Regions from separate parts of the Gossypium hirsutum genome. Here all the other regions are linked to region 3. The links are chromatin contacts, called in public Hi-C maps. All regions are on one chromosome and are shown on one strand. The core of a region is the stretch at or near the end of the contact, and the rest is flanking DNA. Distances in the headings are between cores, read along the strand shown. Region 1 has its middle 31 kb from the start of LOC107888866. Region 2 holds the start of LOC107888891 (putative ion channel POLLUX-like 2). Region 3 holds the start of LOC107888893.

Region 1 (3,811 bases), core at 320-2,819, 310 kb after region 3:
AGTTATTTGGAAGATATTGGGTGCGGTGAAGGAATGCTTGTGAAATGCCATTACTATCCACCGTGTCCCGAACCGGACTTGACATTGGGCAGCAGCAGTCACACCGATACCGGCTTCTGCACCGTAGTTTTACAAGATGAAATCGGCGGACTTCAAATCCTCTATCAAACCGGCTTGATGTTAATCCTGTCCGTGGGGCTTGTAAATTTGGACGATATGATGCAGGCAAGCCCACCTTAACTTTAACCCTAATATCATAATTTAGGTATTTTATTGCTATATACATATTATATTATAAAGTCTAAAATCGAGCATAACATATTTATATTATTGACATCTCACTTATTAAATTTATATTTTTAAAAAATATATAATAAATTATCTCAATAATTTTTAATTTTAATTATTTAATATTTTTTTATAATTTCAGATTAAATCATCTCAATAGTTGACCATTTGGAAATAAATTTACGTTAAAAACTTATCATTTTAAAAATAAATTTTAAAATAAACATGATGTACAACTAAAAACAAACCTGAATTCAAATAAAAAAAAATAGAAGATATTTACATTATAAAAAAGACACGCGATTAAATATGGAAAAAGACGCACACAAATTTTATTTACTTCTATTATTTTAAAAAAAATAGAAGATAATTTAAAATTATAAATAAATTATTTGATATAAATATAAAATATTCAAATAAAAAAAATGTGATCTCTATAAAATTTTAAATTATATTTTGCTTTTAGATTTAAATTTAGTTAATTTGATTATATAGTAGAAATTTTTTAAAAAATATATATTCAAAATGTTTCATTTTTTAAATTTTTTATATAGCCTGAGAAAAGATTACATGAAACAGTGATGTCGTATCTCTTTTCTAATAATTTTATGTCACATCAATATTTTCATTTAAACAAAAATCAAGTCCAAATTAAAATTCTAAGATTCAGGATAAAATTACTGATGTAATTATAGAAAAGAGATAATATTCATGTTTCATACAATTCTTTCTCATATCCAATTTATTTAATTGTCTTATCTTTAGATTTCTTTTTAAAAATATCATTATAATTTTATCAGAGATAATGTCAAAAAATAAAGTCTGAATATTATAAAAAATATCATTTTTGCATCCATTAATTAATTTATTCATTTTAATATTTAGATTGAAGTTAAAAAATTTCTTACATAATTTAATTGAAATAATTTTTTATTGCTTCTTTGAAAATATAATTTAAATTTCAAAATTCAAAAATATTTATCTTAAACAGGGACGTACTTAAAATTACACTTTGATCTTTTAATAAATGATAAAAATTTAATTTAATCATTTAAAAATTATAAAGAATAAACTATTTAAATAATAAAATGATATTTTTATTATTATAAAAAATAAAATTTAATTTTAGACCTTAAACAAATATTGCGATCATAAATAAAAAATATAATTTAAAATCCTTTTATGAAAATCCATAAGTATTTGGGTGATGACGGATGGGGCTTTCTCGTCTCCTGCTTTTTTCTCAAACGATTTCTCTACCAACCAATCACATTCATAGAATGTGACTTAGGAGGTCTTAGCCTGAGGAAAACAAGAAGAATAAGGAAAAAACCAAATCTATTGCCTTTTGTCAGCCTGAATTGAGCAATTATTGTCCTAAAATTATAAAAAGTAGTGGAGATTTCAGAGAGGACGCATTCAAACGAACATCCATTAGAAAACCACATGGGTTTCTGCAAAAAGCCTTTGGATACTGCATGAAAAAGACCACAGAATCACAGATATCCAAAACCAACAAATATAGCTTAAATTTCATAATAAAACATTTATCATAAATATAAATAAAGTTAAATAATATCTATACTAATATTAAAAATATTTTAATGTTTTTCATAAAGATAAATACTATTATCAAAAAACAAATATTTATTTCATAATTATAGATATTAAATGATTACTTCTTTTATATTCGAAATCTAAGTTCATATATCTTATTTATTATATTGCATTTAATTGTATTTAATATAAAATAAATTTAATAATAATTAATTTCTTTTTCCCTCAAAATTGATTTTTAAAATTTTTAAAAACTTTTATATAATTTAATTTATTTTATGTAATAATTTTTAAATATTTCACTTCTACTTAAAAACGCTATTCATATTACAAAAAAATTAGTGAATTATTTTTTATTTTTAAATAAGTCAAATATATGCTTTTATGTTATTCAACACTTTATTTTGTACCACCAAAATATATTATTTAAAATTTTATTTCTAAAATTAAAAAATTATTAGATATATATAATATGATTTCTAAGATTAAAAATTTTAAAATAAAATTTATTTTAAACTTTATTATAACAATTTTATCTTTCAAGTTTACTTCCTCATAATTAAAGCATAAATTATATTCTTAACCTTATAAATATATTATATTTTAAAAACTTAAGTATATTTTTTAATTTGGTTATATGTTTTAATTATTGTTTTTTAATAATTTTATTTAATATATCGTTATTTAAATAACAGTTTTATAAAACATACGAGCAATCCATACATCACATAGGATAAAAAACTACCATATTATATTTCGAACACTTATTTATATTTTTTAATTTATTTATATCTTTTAAATATTTTTTTATCAATAATTTTATTTAAATAATGATTTTATAAAACACACAAGCAACCCGTACAACACACGAGATAAAAAACTAGTATATTATATTTCAAAAACTTAAGTATATTTCAAATATTGATTATATCTTTTAAATATTGTTTAATCAAATAATTTTATTTAACATAGAATTATTTAAATAATAAATTTATAAAACACACTTACAACCCATGCATCACAGAGGATAAAAAATTAGTTATTTATATTTGAAGCTTTGAATATTCATTTTTCTGAAATGTTTGTCAGACATACATATATAAGATGTGATTTTTAGGGATATCTAACTACATAAAAAAACTTTAGAAAGTTTGATCATATACATGTCGAACACATCTGTATCTGTCTTTCACACTCAAGAAGCAATATAGGTTTAATCATGTTTGTGTAAACTATTTCATGTTGTACTATATAGGTTTTGAGATGTTCATATAGTGTGCATGTTAGTTTTGTGTCATATTATGTTTTTTTTATGTTTCCCAGGTTGTGTTCGATAATGTTTTTATTAAATCTAATTAATAAAAGATATGTAAATATCAATTTTGACATAATTACATGACGTGAGCATGGTACGAATACATGAGTCTCTCAAAATTTATATAAGATATTAGTTTACAATGTTAGTAATCTTACATTATTAACAAATATATAGTATAATAAGTTTAAAATAACCAATTCTTTATAATTTAGGTAATTAAATTGGATGGTTAGCTCACTATATAGCTGAACTTACTTATTGAAATTTATAAATATATGGTTGAAAGATAGGCACTAGGGTTTGAATTTGGTGCTGTGATAATTTTTTTTATATATAATTGGTTAGGGTTTCCATGAATCAAGCATTACTTTAAATCTAAGCATTAAATGTTTGAATTTGGTTAGCTTCATGTTTCGAATTACTCAAACTTCATTTTACAATTTCTAAATTAATTTACAAATTTCTCATTTAGATCCATCTTCCTACTAAGTGATTATGGGTTATTTTGAGTTAATTTTTTAAACATTTTAATGCATTGATTTTATTGAACTAATATTTTCTTTCATTTTCTAATATTTAATGTATTGATTCTATTGAATTTTTTTTATAATTTTCTTTTAATATTTAATTGATGGATAGATATTTTAT
Region 2 (3,776 bases), core at 1,033-3,532, 400 kb before region 3:
TTATCAAGTTCCTCCCACTCTGTTTGATTCGCATCTATGGCATTTTGCCTTACAACGACCTTTTTTAGACCATTCTGAACCAGAATTGTTGTCATCCGAACTTGCTACAAGCTGAAATTTGTAGTCCCATCAAACTTCTTGATATCGTACCTCATTTCCATCTCTGAACAGGTTGAATACGAAAATCGAATCGAGCTCTGATACTAATTTGTTGGGACGAACCCAAATTATGTAGCAAACACAAACAAAAACCAAGAAAATTAGACAAAAATATTTATGTGGAAAAACCCCTCCGAAGAGGATAAAAAATCATGGGCAAAGAAAAAATCACTAAAACAGAAAAAATCGAAAAATGGGAGTTCAAAATGGAGAAACAAATAAACCATGAACCCGAAATATTAAGATTTCCCGAAATTCTCACAAACTCTCGCTTAATTTTGTTATTGTTATTCTAAACTATCTAGGGTTGCTAAGAAGCCTATTTATAGGCTGAAATTCATGTACAAATATGACTAAAACATCTCTAAAATAATTAGAGTTAGACTGGGAAAATATAACAAAGTTTAACTAGGAGAAAAAAACCCAATTAAGTGAGGATCATGTCATGACATGGTATTCTGTCTCTTCAGGACGCCTTTCATCGTGTCGTCGAGCGTGGTGAATCTTCTCATTATGATGTCTGTGTCATGTCGTCAGAACATCGACTCTTTCTCGTTCCGACATCAACCATATTTTATCTGAAATACAAGGTAAACTCTAAACAACTACAATTGTTTCCTATTTACCATTATTTATAATTTCTAAACTTATTGTTCCATTCCATTTAAATTATCTTTTAACTATTAAGTATTCAGAAAAACAAATACAATATATGCTATACAACGATCAAAAAATTAGTGTTGCTACTTACGTAGTCACAATGCCAGATGTCGAATGATAATTAAAAACTACGCATTTCTCGATAATATATTTTTTATATGTTTGTAATGAATTCAATTAAAACACTATCTTAAATTTCATGCAACATATTGCATAGTAACATAATAATTGATTTATCCCTAATTTATATTAATTTATATAATACATAATATTAAAGTAGAGTAGCTGCAAGTGTAACTTCTAATTCATCATAAGTTAACTTGACAATAATTTAATTGTAAAATTATTAAAATATCTTTATTTTAAAGGTAATTAATATTATAAAAATATTTTTATTTTTTATATTTTTATATAATTTTTAAACTATTAAATGTGGAATTAAATTATTAAAGCACAAATGAACTAAAACTAGGACAATAATCAAAATGTTACTGCATAAGCATTCTATGAACTGATTAACTGAACTAAAACTTATATATGACAACAACTTATGGTGGGATTTGAAATTCTAAACATTTAACTACATATGGTAGTTATCGAACCAAGGCACTTAAGACTAAGAGTCTCTACTTTCGCCAACTACGACAAGGCCTCATTGTTAATTAAAACTTTTGTTTTTTTTTAATATTATGTAATAATAGTTAAATTTCAGTTTTGATTTTTTTATTATTCTCAAGTTTGAGATTTAACCTTGATGCTTTAATTTTTTTACATAATTTGATACTTCAATTTTTATAATGTCATTAGTTTGTCTAATACTTTATTCTGATTAAAATATTAATATCAATTTTTAAAAATTATCAACACCATTAAAATTCTTTGTTAAATTCAAATAGATTATAAAGTCATTTTTTCTTTACATGATTACTAGTTGATTTTTTTTTATTTTAAAATGCCAACCAACATATTTAAGTGAAGAAATTTTAAAATGTCAACAATTAGACCTGAATTTTTAAATTAAACTAAATTCTTAAAAATAAAAGATGAAAATTAATTAAAATATATGAAAATATAAAATTTTTATTATACAATTTAGCCCAAAATATAATTATAAATACAAATATAATCCTACCAACTATAAAGTAGAGTCCATTTAATACAATGAACAACGGATGAAAAACTGAAAAATTGAACAAAAACTCACACAAAACATTGACTTAAAATGAAAAACAAACCTAATCATTACAATTAGGGACTCAAATCTAATCTGGGCCCAACCTTTTGTGAACAATTACGGACTCGAATCTAACCCGGGCCCAACCTTTTGTGAAGAATATGAATCTCACTGGGTATTTAGATACAATTATAGTGTATCTTATCTCAAATTCTACAACGTGGCTAATTAATAAGTAATGAGCACATGCTTATTGCCTCTAAGTACTGGTCCACTTTCACTTCCTTCCAAAATTTTTTTGGCTCTCATTTTTGTCTTAAAACTTCATATTTCATATTTCTAACTCCACTTTCTGTCCATATTTTTCTTATAACAAAAAGTTTATCTACATTTCAAGTTTTCTTTTTTCTAATAAATTTTAGTTTGTTTCTCTTTTCGGCCCTCTCACCAAGAAAAAAGTGAAGCAAAGATGATCCATCTTTGTCAGTTTCAAAGCCCTCAGCCATGGTGGTTGTCTCCAACAATTTCCAAGTTCACTCAACCATCCTCTTCTACTAGGTACTTTTGTATCTTTTTCTTTGCTCTGAACATGAGTTATTGAAGTTGGGTTTCATTGAATTTCTGGTAATAATGCATTACTGCTCGTCTTATGAACTTAAAACACTCCATTTTTTAAACCCTAAACTTACTTCAATTAGTTCATTCAATTGTCCTTAAGTAGGAAGTGGGCTGAATTTTAGTTCAATTGGTTTGTATCCAGTTATCCTCCCCAAACTTAGTTTAATTGATTCAGACAAACCCTATTTTTTTCTTTAATTCTTCAATGTTAATGGACTAATTCTCTATATAATTATGTATGCTGTTATAGGTTTGGTTTTTGTTGGGGGTGGTGGTGGCGTGCCTTTATGAGTTTTTGGTCTGCCAAGTTTGCTAACTCTCCGAAACATTGACATTATATATAACATGTTCTATGATGCTCAAACTCTTCAATTTTATGAATATATTTGACTGTTGTACGCTTTTACACCTTAAAGACTGCTCTAAGGGCACTCATTATCGAAACCCGAATAATAACATTACAGTTTTCTAAAGTACGTATATCACAGTAGCATGCATTATAGTTAAACCGAAGTACTCATGTCCTCCACATGGCCAGACACAAATATGGATATGACTCTCAAAGGACTCTTCAAATACATGGAAAACTTAGAAAATTAAATATACTTTTGTTGGACACATCCATACTCGGGACTACACACCAACCCAAGTAACATAGCAAGTTTTTTTACTGTTGCACTTTCTAAAAGCTACAAAATGGTTGACCAGTTCTTGTAGCATGGCTGTGCTGGTTCTGCAAGTAGTGGATTCGAGGTTAAAACCGTTCCATCATAGACAAAATTGGTTTTTCTTCCCTTGTCTTTTTGCCTGATCAATTGGATAATTATTTAGCTTATCCAACATAGCATGTGGTCTGAAGTTTTGCTCTTTCTTTTTCAGTTTATGTAGTTGCCTTTTCTTTTTTCTTTTTGTAGAACACACGGGATTAGAGGCTCGAAGAATATGATATTTTTCCGGAAATCAGTACTATGCAGTTTTTGGTTGAACAATTCTTCATCTAACAATGTGCATAAATTTGTAAACGGTAGAGGTGAGTCCAAGCCATCTGCATCAAGAGTTTGTCAAACTGATGGTTGTGCTTGGTCTTTATCTTTTGATGTTAACTGTGGAACTTTTATTGTTCTAATCACCCTTTGTTGAAGATCTATCACATAGGTGAATCATT
Region 3 (4,068 bases), core at 854-3,353:
AAATGAAATGTCAAAGTTATTCATAGACTTAGGCACACCATTGGACACATTCGACTATTAATGTGTATACATGTATGTGTGTCGTACAATGTATAGTGAAATTCATGAACTTATGGGTGCAATGTATGACCAAATGGTCACACTCATCATCCTTGGATGTTCATGAATCATTTGGGTGCTTGAAGAGGCAATTCGTACCTCTTTTGAAGTGTATAAATGGGCAAATTCATCCTATTGTGTAGATACATGTATATTCACATTTAATATTTATGCATTTAATGATATGCTTCCCTCGTGTCGTACATGCATGTATAGTCCATGAATCTTCAAATAGGCACAATCTCTTCCTTTAGACACGTCCATGCAAGGTAAAATAATACCTTGAATCTATCCATGACAATTAGGCACATGTATCATTGCATTTAGTCATGGAATATGAATGGTCACTTAAGGTTTGATGAATGCTTGAACTTATAGGATCTTTGAATATTGCTTGTGCATGAATCCAGATGAAATGCAAGGGGGCATAGGATACTTGAATGGCCAGCCGAATATACTTAAAAATGGTATAAATAGAAGTGCCATTAGATCATTTTAGAATAAGGCAACAATTTAACTAACATAAGTGACAAGAAAAGACAATTAACACGTATATGACACTTTAACATAACTAAAACATATAAACGTGACTTATACTAATATAAAACAAAATAACAACCATATTGTAAAACAAAACACACAACATAAGCTTAAGTAACACGCACTTACTCAAGCACACAAATAAAAACTAGCTAAGCTGCGGTCAAAATGAAATGCAATGCTTATTAAAGTATTAATAAAAGATAAAGAAGTGTTCTAAATAATTCAATGTGGTCAAATGGGTAACCCAAGCCCACTTGGATGTTCATTCAACATTTGGACTACATGAACCATTCTTAGAACAACATTCGACCCATCTTGAAGGTGACTAACTTTGACCATTGTTCTAAAGCCCACAAATCGTGCCATTGAGAGCTTCTCTAAATTGTTTAGCTCGAGCCCTTGTGATTGGCCTAATAGGCACTTGTAATGGATCTTATAAGGTCCTAGACATTCCTTGTGCAAATGAACCATTAACATTTGGCCCAATTTCAACTTTCAAAGACTCTTTGGAATTCAACACAGTGCTCGTGCCCATGATCACATCAGTTTTGGAGAGGAAATGATGAGTCGACGATGAGAGAGGCATCGATGTGTCTTTAGATCAATCGTTGGTTCGAGGGCTGTCGGATTATGGCACTGTTACCACTTTTCGTAGTAATTAGATGAGTCCGTCTTTGTAAACTCAAAACATGAGATACAAAAGAAAGAACACATGGATAATTTCTAGGCCACTGCTTGAAGCCATTGCCATTTTAGAGAAGAAAATAATTAACCTTGAGACACGTACACTTATTTAAAAATTATTTTATTTAAATTCTTGAATATATAAATAGTATTTTAAGTGATTTGATAAAATTGGACACGTGATGCATAATTATTGGTCAGATTGATAAAAGTTAATAGTGTCATTAAGGTTCTTTAAAAAGTACCATTTTAGCTTATAGTTATCAATTTTAGGTATTAATTAGGTTCAAAAAAAATTTAAATACCATATAGATAAAATTATCAAATTTATGTATCTCCGTATATAACAACCATATGAAGTATGATGCCTGAATTGCATGCCTTTAAAAGATTTTTGTCTAGGACGAAAAGTTTCCTTCTTGAAGATATGGTTGAGTGTGGAATATAGTACTTAAGTTTTATTATTATTATTATTATTTAATCTCTTGTATCACAAAAAAAATATCTAATATATTTTTGAATAGAATTTAAAATTATAAATCATTTTAAAATTTATTGATATTAATAAAATTCTTTATCTTTGTTAAATTTCCTTTTGCTTTTCAGGGGAACTTTTTGCACATACTACCGCATTCAAATTTCAAAAAGTTGAACCAAAAGACCGGCAAAATAAAAAGCAAGAAAAATAAAAAATTAAAATAAAAACGGATCTCGTGATGGCTACGATCGTAAATTAAACTAAACTATAAGGAAATTGTGGTAACCAATAACTGAACTCGCTCCCCACTTTCGTCCACGTCATCCCTTTCCATTTCTCGAACCAGTGAAACTGATTGGTTAAATCGACGTGTTTCCCACCGTATCTTCCGCGAGTGTTTAAACATTATCATACTCGCGCGAGTACGTCTTTTCTTCCTCAGAACTTTCTCCTCTCTCTCTATAAAAATTGCCGGCTGTTGCATTTTCTTTACTCTCTTGTCTCTGCTTCCCGACAGCAATTTCTTCTCATTTTCGAGAACATTTTTTTAAAGATTTTTTCTATATATTCTTTGAAGATATTAATCAGAAAAATGGCGCTGGTTTCTTTCATCGGAAGGGTTCTTTTTGCGTCAGTGTTCATCCTCTCTGCTTGGCAAGAGTAAGCTTCATTTCCAGATCTGTAATTTCTTTTTTGTGTTTTCTAATGTGATTCTCGCGAAAAGAGTAAAAAGAAGCGAGATAGTTTAGATCTTGATTTAGTTTTTCTGAACTTTTAAAAGTTTATTTATACTTTAATTAATGATGACTTCTTTCTTATTTGATTTACATTTGGAAGACTGAGCAAATATATATTTCTACTATTTATACTTATTCAGTGTTTTTTTTAATGTATATTCAATTTTGAGTCAAATGATGAATATATAAACTTAGCTCTTCATTAAGTCTAATAGTTAATTTGTTCAGGTTCAATGAATTTGGCGTCGATGGTGGTCCAGCGGTGAAGGAGCTGAGGCCAAAGTTCAACGTCTTCTCAAAGACTGTCTCATCTCACACAGGGTTGCAAGTGCCTGAATTTGATGTAAGAATTGCTATTCTTCGAGATGTGTTTTTTAAATATCATGCCTAAACTATCCGTAGTGCATTCAGTTCGGATCTATTTTAGTTTGGATATTATAAATTTATTTGGTTCAATTTGATTTTTGTTCACTATTAAAAAAAAACAATTATTTGAATCAAATTGAATTTTTATTAATTTGTAATTATTTGCTAAGTTTTTATAATCTGAAAATAAATATTTTATATTTAAACTAATGATCATAGAAGTTTTTTTTTCTTTTTGTTTAAAATTTAAAAACTGATAAACTAAATCTATCTGAATAGGTGAAATTAGGTTCAGATCGATTCGATTATCTTGATATTTGATTCATTTTTAAAAAAAAAAATTAAAATACTGCACGTTAACCACCGATTTATTTTTTTAAAAATAAATCCTATTCGAACCGTTATTATCTCTAAAACAAACCCTATTATTATACGATTATATAAAGCTTTTCAAATGTCTTAACTCTTTGGGTTATTATTTATAGATCAAGTATGTGGTTGCTGCTGCTGTAGCCTTTAAAGGTGTTGGGAGTATTCTCTTTACCTTTGGCAGCACCATCGGAGCTTATCTTCTGGTATGTTTTTATACCCTACTTTTCCGGCTTTTCTTTTCTTTTGGTGCTACTGCTTATCTGGGGTTAAACTTAATATACGAGGTCACTTATTTAAGTGTAGTAAAAGTATGGAGGTGTTCTTAAAATTAAGTTTATAAAGTTTAAGGGCAGTTTTATTATTTTAGCCCATAAAAGAAACTTTTCTTTACAACATTAATTTAAGATTTTTTATTTTGATTAAATTATTTCAATTATTATTTTATTACATTTTAAAAACAAATGGCATAATCAAAATTTGTAAAGTTTTTTTTTAATAAATAATTTTAAAAAATACATATCAATTTTTTAAGATTGATTGTAGAATAAAAATATACATTGTCAGTGTAATAAATATTAATCCATTATTAAAACGTGAAGTTTCACAAATATGTTTACAAAAATTAATTATATTTATATAGAGAGCTGGTAGTAGGTAGAACATTTATTATTATTATTATTAATATTCAAATTTGAATATGCACAATTGCTTTAAAACTAAAATTTGTTTAAGATCTGTACTGACATTTGATTAAAATAGCATTATTTGTTAGATATTTAAATTCATTAA

Evidence for each region. Hi-C and Micro-C count contacts between places; a contact is called where the count stands out from the background.
Region 1: a contact with region 3 is called in a Hi-C map of leaf, with 2.0 times the contacts expected there. The contact joins the enhancer-like site here to the promoter of LOC107888893 in region 3. A contact is called at or near these places in 5 of 34 Hi-C or Micro-C datasets (callus and leaf).
Region 2: a contact with region 3 is called in a Hi-C map of leaf, with 2.2 times the contacts expected there. The contact joins the promoter of LOC107888891 here to the promoter of LOC107888893 in region 3. A contact is called at or near these places in 2 of 34 Hi-C or Micro-C datasets (callus and leaf).

What each region holds. Positions count from the first base shown.
Region 1 is chrA09:54,915,287-54,919,097 of Gossypium_hirsutum_v2.1, forward strand. It overlaps the pseudogene LOC107889990. Among protein-coding and RNA genes, the nearest start is that of LOC107888866, 31 kb to the left of the region's middle. Within about 2 kb of position 1,570, at least 1 of the 9 cell types and tissues checked has an H3K27ac peak or open chromatin away from gene starts, as enhancers often do. A contact at or near this core is called in leaf, where this site is marked.
Region 2 is chrA09:54,208,507-54,212,282 of Gossypium_hirsutum_v2.1, forward strand. LOC107888891 (putative ion channel POLLUX-like 2) reads left to right here and starts at 2,283. Exons shown (of 24, transcript XM_016813151.2): 1 at 2,283-2,551; 2 at 3,526-3,641. The coding sequence starts at 2,463.
Region 3 is chrA09:54,606,612-54,610,679 of Gossypium_hirsutum_v2.1, forward strand. LOC107888893 reads left to right here and starts at 2,104. Exons shown (of 5, transcript XM_016813154.2): 1 at 2,104-2,464; 2 at 2,770-2,884; 3 at 3,393-3,482. The coding sequence starts at 2,397.